Regions from separate parts of the Rattus norvegicus genome. Here region 1 is linked to region 2. A link is a contact called in public Hi-C data. All regions are on one chromosome and are shown on one strand. The core of a region is the stretch at or near the end of the contact, and the rest is flanking DNA. Distances in the headings are between cores, read along the strand shown. Region 1 has its middle 24 kb from the start of Slc27a3. Region 2 holds the start of Rab13 (RAB13, member RAS oncogene family).

The links. A called contact is a pair of places that touch in the nucleus more often than the background predicts.
Region 1: a contact with region 2 is called in a Hi-C map of prefrontal cortex, with 4 times the contacts expected there. The contact joins the enhancer-like site here to the promoter of Rab13 in region 2. A contact is called at or near these places in 12 of 12 Hi-C or Micro-C datasets (the A7r5 cell line, the Rat2 cell line, Schwann cells and 7 more) and 1 of 1 datasets of contacts at active chromatin or transcription factors (oligodendrocytes).

The regions. Positions count from the first base shown.
Region 1 is chr2:178,130,166-178,133,522 of GRCr8, reverse strand. No RefSeq gene overlaps it. Among named protein-coding and RNA genes, the nearest start is that of Slc27a3, 24 kb to the left of the region's middle. Within about 2 kb of position 2,077, at least 8 of the 93 cell types and tissues checked have an H3K27ac peak or open chromatin away from gene starts, as enhancers often do. A contact at or near this core is called in prefrontal cortex, where this site is marked.
Region 2 is chr2:177,971,162-177,974,496 of GRCr8, reverse strand. It overlaps Rab13 (RAB13, member RAS oncogene family), which reads right to left and starts at 1,527. Exons shown (of 8, transcript NM_031092.2): 1 at 1,319-1,527; 2 at 113-173. The coding sequence starts at 1,442.

The DNA of each region.
Region 1 (3,357 bases), core at 828-3,327, 160 kb before region 2:
CCAAGGGGGTCATGAACCCCAGACTGAGAATCACTGGCCTAGAGCCCCGTGTACACAGGCAAGTGCGTACTTAGCTACGACTCAAGCCTTCATCTTAACTTTCTGTCGAGACAGAGTCTCAGTCAAGGAGCTCTGCTTTTTGTTTTGTTTTGTTTTTTTCTTTTTAAAAAAAGCTTTATTTATGCATTTTATGTATGTGAGTACACTGTAGCTGTCAGACACACCAGAGGAGGGCATCAGATCCCATTACAGATGGTTGTGAGCCACCATGTGGTTGCTGGGAATTGAACTCAGGACCTCTGGAAGAGCAGTCAGTGCTCTTAACTGCTGAGCCATCTCTCCAGCCCTGTTTTGTTTTTTAGATTTATTCTGCAGCTGGAGAGATGTTTTCAACTCTCACACGGTGGTTCACAACCATGTGCGACTCCAGTTCTAGGGGACCTGATGTCTTCTGTCCTGCAGGTACCAGGCATTTACACACATACACATTGCACAGATACACATGGAGGCACACATGGATACATATAGAATAAATAAGATCTAAAACACCTTTTAAAAGGAAAACATTAGACATTGTTTTATTTTTAGCTGCGAGTGTGCACGTGTGTCTGCCCTGTGCGGTTGGGGACTCAGGGAAACCAGAGTCTCTGCAGCTGGAGCCACAGGTGGTTGTGGGCCTGCTTGACGTCAGCGCCGAGAACAAAACCTGGGTTCTCTGGACAGGCTACCCAGGCTAGCCTCAAACCCTTGCTCCTCCTTGCACTTGCCTCTCAGGAACTGAGATTTTGGGAGTGTATGATTTGCTCATTAGTACTGTTCTGCTTTATGGTGCTGAGAAGTTAGTCTAGGGCCTTACACATGCTGGGCAGGCGCTCTACCCCTCTGAGCTGTCCTAGCAGGCCCTGGACAGGCTTAACACTTGGGATCCTCCTGTGTTAGCCTCCCCAGTAGCTTGAGTTTACAGGCCTGCACCACACGACCCTGCTAAAATTTTCATTCTAGAGACTCATGGTCTCATCTGAGTAGTTTTAAGTGAGGGCACTTATGGAAGGTTTAATTCATGTTACGAAGGAGCAGAAGGGGCTGGAGAGATGGCTCAGTGGTTAAGAGCGCCGACTGCTCTTCCAGAGGTCATGAGTTCAATTCCCAGCAACCACATGGTGGCTCACAACCATCTGTAATGGGATCCGATGCCCTCTTCTGGTGTGTCTGAAGACAGCTACAGTGTACTTGTATATGATAAATAAATAAATCTTTAAAGAAAAAAATGCTTACTAAAAAATAATAATAATAAAAAAAGAGCACTGACTGCTCTTCCAGAGGTCCTGAGTTCAAATCCCAGCAACCACGTGGTGGCTCACAACTGTCTGTAATGGGATCCGATGCCCTCTGCTGGCATACTGGCAGAACACTGTATGCATAATAAATAGATCTTTAAAAAAAAAAACCCCAGAAAATACAAGGTTTAAAAAGATGACTAAGGATGACAGCAAAACCAAACAAACAAAAACAGACAAACAAAAACAAAAGCCAAGGCTGGTTTTCACCCTGTGCTGAGGACAGTGACAGTGTGCCCATAGCCTTGGTGGTGGTGGTGGGTTTTGTTTTCCATAATAAATGGGGGTGGGAGGGCGGGTCACATAAGGAACATGTGGTTTAGGCACAAAACCAAAACCGTTTAGTTTATTTCTCCCCTACACATTCTCTTCTTCTTCTTTTTTTTTTCTCTTTTCTTTTTTTCGGAGCTGGGGACCGAACCCAGGGCCTTGTGCTTGCTAGGCAAGCACTCTACCACTGAGCTAAATCCCCAACCCCCACATTCTCTTGTTTGGAGGAAGAGTCTGTAATTCTTGAGTGCCTAGGGGAGCCTCAGAGGGAAGGTGAGGCCGGCTAAGGTTTGTCACACAGGATACAAGCTCACTCTCTATTTTGTTCTTCCTCCCCCTCACAATATAGTCCTAGATGGCTTTAAACTTGGCCTGTGGCCCAGATTAGCCTCCAACTCAGGAATATCCTCTTCCAGCCTATACACAACTCTGAATCACCACAGCCAGCTTGGGCAGGTCATTTTACTTGTAAATTAGGGATCAAACTGCAGCTCTACGGGCAGCTCTAAAACCGGGCCACAGATGTCTGCTGGCTGGAAGCTCCTGGAGCAGAAACCATGTGGGAGATAGCAAGGGTTCTCCCTATCTGAGTATTAGCCCACCTCACAGTAGGCTTCTGCCTGGCCTCAGAACCTAACTCCACAGTGCACCAGACCCAGGCGTTGGAATCTGTCACAGTCCCCTCGTCCCAGTATAGCCACTTGTTCCTTGAGCCTCCTGGATATGGAGCTGCCCTTCTCCCACCCTCCCCAGGCTACTGCTCTTACTCCGGACACTTTCCCACAGATGGCTGCTCCCTCAAGTGTTGAGGGCCTCCAAATTGTGGGTACGGGAAACCTGGTGATTTCTGACGTGTCTGTCCAGCACTTAGGGGTCTATGTCTGTGCCCCTAATCAATCATGCACCTGTGTCCAGCACAAGTGTACAAGGCTGGGCAGCGTGCTCCAGGGCTCGGCAGGAAGGGACTGGGAACACTCTCTCTCTAGGTCAGGAGAGGGTCTAGAAGGCAGGGGGCAGGAAGGCTGGGTCTCTGGATGCCTTCCTCACTTCCTCACCTGCCCAACTCTCCTTGCTTGTCTAGTGGCCACAGTTAGTCCTGGAGCAAGATTCCTGTGGGGCTCAGGGTCTCACTGACTCTGGACTGGTTTAGTTGAGGAATGGAAAGGTGCTGTTCTGGGAATAAGATCAAACTCACAACAGGTACTAAGGTCTTACCTCTCCCTGCCAGATGGTCCACAGTGCTCTCTAGATCTGTACCCTACTGTCATACACCACACACACACACACACACACACACACACACACACACACACACACACACACACACCCCCACCCCTTCCTTCTCTTCTCTTTCTAGCAAGTACCTCTGTCCTGCCTGCTCTGTACGTTAGTGCTGCACACATTGATCAGTCCTCTCTCTGAGCAGGTCTGTCTCCTCCTTGAGAGCACTTCCTTCAGCCCATATGTTTTGGCTTTTCTTTGGCACACTAAGAGTGTGTGGGGTCTCTGCTGAAGATGAGGCTATTTACCGACAGGTGGCAGAAAACAACATGGGCTCTTATCAAGTCAGTGCCCACATGGCCTGTGATAGGGAACCCAGAGCCATGCCCAACTCCCAGGAGTCTACAGAGTATGACTCTGTTCATCTCTGAAGTGTCCCAGGAAGACATTGCTTTACCTCTGGCCAGCCCAAGGTGGGCATGGATGTGTGAGAGAGCAAGGCCTTCAGTCACAGATTGGGTGCAAGGGC
Region 2 (3,335 bases), core at 278-2,777:
CTAAACTGAAAAGAGAAAAAGTAAGATAGAAGAACTGAAAGGGGGGGGTTGCAAGTGGGGGAGGGTGGGTTCAAAGGTCAGTCTGGTCCGGAGAGCTGGGCAGCTTACTTACCAGACTTGCAGTTTGATTCTCTTCCCCTCTATTTCCACAGTTCGGATCTTGAAATCAATTCCTGGGGTGAAGGGTGTGAAAGCCAGGGAAGCATGGGTGAATGTGTGAAAGGGATGGGGGGAGAGAGTGGGGGCTGGATGTGTGAATAGGAGAGCTTTCCAAAGCTTTAGTCCAATGGTAAGCATACTGTTTTTCCTCAGACTTTATGACGTTTTGGAGAAAGGTGGTGAAACTCTTCGGGCGGGCTAAAAGCATGCCAGCTGACAACTTTTCCCTCCATCTCTACCACACTGTTCCGTTCTTCTTTCCCCCTCCCCCAACAGACACCTCAGGTCCACCACCCACCCTGCTCACCCTTGGGGGTAGTGAGGAATGAGAAAGGCAGCTGACTGAGTCTATGTGAATTAACTAGTGAGCTAGGTGGGCACAGGAAAAGAGAGAGAGAGAGAGAGAGAGAGAGAGAGAGAGAGAGAGAGAGAGAGAGAGAGATTGATTCTTTCCCTTTTGTCACCAGGGGAGATGAGATTCCCAGTCAAGAGGGAATGAAGAAAGATAAAGAGAGGAAGGGAGGAGGGAAAAGGGGAAAGGATACTCTTCTTACTGGAAGTCTGGGCACATCTCCCAGGTCTCTTGGGGGACTCCTAAAAGTGTCTGAGTGCCAAAGCTTACTCAGAGACCCCAGAGTCCCCTCCCTTCCACTTTCCCCACTCGGCAGCACAGTCAGCCACTCTGCAGTACCTTGCTGAGGTAAGGGGGCTAGAAGGATGATTTGAAGGTAGAGCCAACCCGTGCTGGGGGAAGTTTGGAGCCCAGTGGGTCAGTAAAAAGCCAACAGAACTGGGAAGCAGGGAAAAGAGAAATTGTGAAGAGTGAATCTAGAGAGTTTAGGTGAAGAGATGTATTGAAGAAGGAAGCAGATGGAAATGAAAATAACCTATGAGGATTTAAAGAGACTAGGGAGATAGTACCAAGAAATGGGGTGGGTGGCAGCAACTGGGGCTACCTGGAATCATCAGAAAGGCTTGAAGTTTTGAGTGTTATTCAGGGACATTATGGGGGATGGGTCTGGGGCAGGGTCGACAGACTGAAAATTAGTGTCTTTCTCTAAGGGGATCAAAAAAGTAGGTTCCTTAGTCTTTCAGGAGCCCGTGTATGAGGGTGGGCAGAGGGTGGGTCTGGGGTCTGGTACACAGACTGTGGGCTCACCGATGGTGGAGATGTAAGTGCTGTTGAAGTTGTCCTCTGCAAAGCGAATGATGAGACAAGTCTTGCCCACCCCCGAGTCCCCGATCAGCAGCAACTTGAAGAGGTGGTCGTAGGCTTTGGCCATGGCGGACACTGGGGGCGCCGGGGGAGGGGTCGGGAAGAGCCAACGCTGGTAGGCGGGATCGGAGGGTTGGCAGGCAGAAACCGCCAGAGTCCCAGCCAGGAAGTTTTCCTCCCTCTCCGCCCAGGCCCCGGGAAAAGAAGAGAGGCGGCCCTGCTCCGGGCTCCACCCCTCTTCGCTAGTGGAGAGGCCTGTCCAGCTCTAGCAGTCCGGGCGCTGCCTCCCCGGCCTCGAAGAGCCAGTCTCCCTAGCCCTTCCCATTGCCTTTGGCTAGCTGTCTTTCCTCTCTTTCTACCGAAGTAGAAAGAGGAATTTTAAAAAGATTAGGGAAAGAGGGAAAGAAATTTACCAGTGGTGGAGAGAGGGGTGGCACTGGAAATTGATAAAGGGCTGAGGCGCTATTCATAAGCTTTTGAGTTTATGATAAAGGTCCTAAGAACTTTCTGTCAGCACTGCGCTTCTTAAGTTTACAAATCCCAATTCCCTTTGAAAAGAAGCGGGTTGGGAGGTTAGTATGCTGGATCCGTCTGCCCCCTGGTGGAGCAGAGTGAAGAACTGAAATGATAAAAATCAGCCCCATCAATTACACTCAAAGCACACGTAGCCGGTTCACCTTCTGGAGCGAGCCTAGAACTCAGTAGTGCAACCGGCCTTCAAGGTCAAGTAATCCTACTGCCTCAATCTCTCAAGTGTGCAGATTACTGGCCGGCCCCCAGGCACAGCTTTCTGTCTTTATACAGGAGTGCTTTCCCTACATGTGTTTATGCACTAGATGACTAGTGTGTCTGCAGAGGCTACAAGAGAGCAAGCAATGAGCCCCTGAATGGAGTTTGAGAGTCTACAGGTGCTGCCATATGGCTGCTGGAAACTGAACCCAGATCCTCTACAAGAGCAGCTAGCGCTTGTCATCTTTTCAGTCCCTTTAAAAAAGGGGAAAAAAAACACAGAAAGAGGGGTTGGGGATTTGGCTCAGTGGTAGAGCGCTTGCCTAGCAAGCGCAAGGCCCTGGGTTCGGTCCCCAGCTCCAAAAAAAAGAAAAAAAAAAAAAAAACAAAGAAAAAGTCCCTAACATTTGAGTACTGACTGTGAGAAAGTGTCTTAATTTGTTACATTATGTTTGCCATAATCTATGTTTACTTTTGTCCTTTGATACAAACACAATGTATCAACAATGTATCAGTTACCTTCCCCCCCCCCCCACTACTTGACAAAAACAGTTTACCAGACGCTTGCTCTGGCTCATAGAAGGTACAGTCTACATGACAATAGGAACGTGAGGTATCTAGTCACTTTTCCTCGGAAATCAGGAGGAGAGAGATGAATGCTGGTGCCCAGCTCATTCTCTCTGTTTTATTCAGGACGGTGAATGGTGCCACTCATTGTCAGGTGGGGGTTTTCCACCTCACATAATCCAAGCTAGAACTTTCCTCGATCTAGAACATGTCCAGGGATTGGATTCCTCGGTGATGTTAGATCCTGTCAAGTTGACAATCCATATTGACTACCACACACAAATAACTATTTAGTTTATTCATTCGTTATATTTACTTGTATGTGTAGGCACACATAATGTGTTTTATAAAAAGAAAGAGCAGAGATATGTTTCATGGAAGTTCAGTAAGGTCTGCAGGCCCATGCTGAGGCATCCCCCACCCCACCCCTGTACCAGCCACACACAGTATAGTAAGTATATAGAATAGCGTTTACAGGGAATAGAGGGGAGTTGAGGGAAGAGAGGGAGGGGAGGAGAGAGGCGAGGCAAGGCGAGGAGAGGAGAGGAGAGGAGCACGTGGAGAGAGGGTGAAGAGGGTAAGGAAGCAGGAGAGAGAGAGTAAGAGCAATAGAATGAGGAGGGGGTAGGCACACCTGGCTGTTCCCAGGTAACTGTGGGGCGAA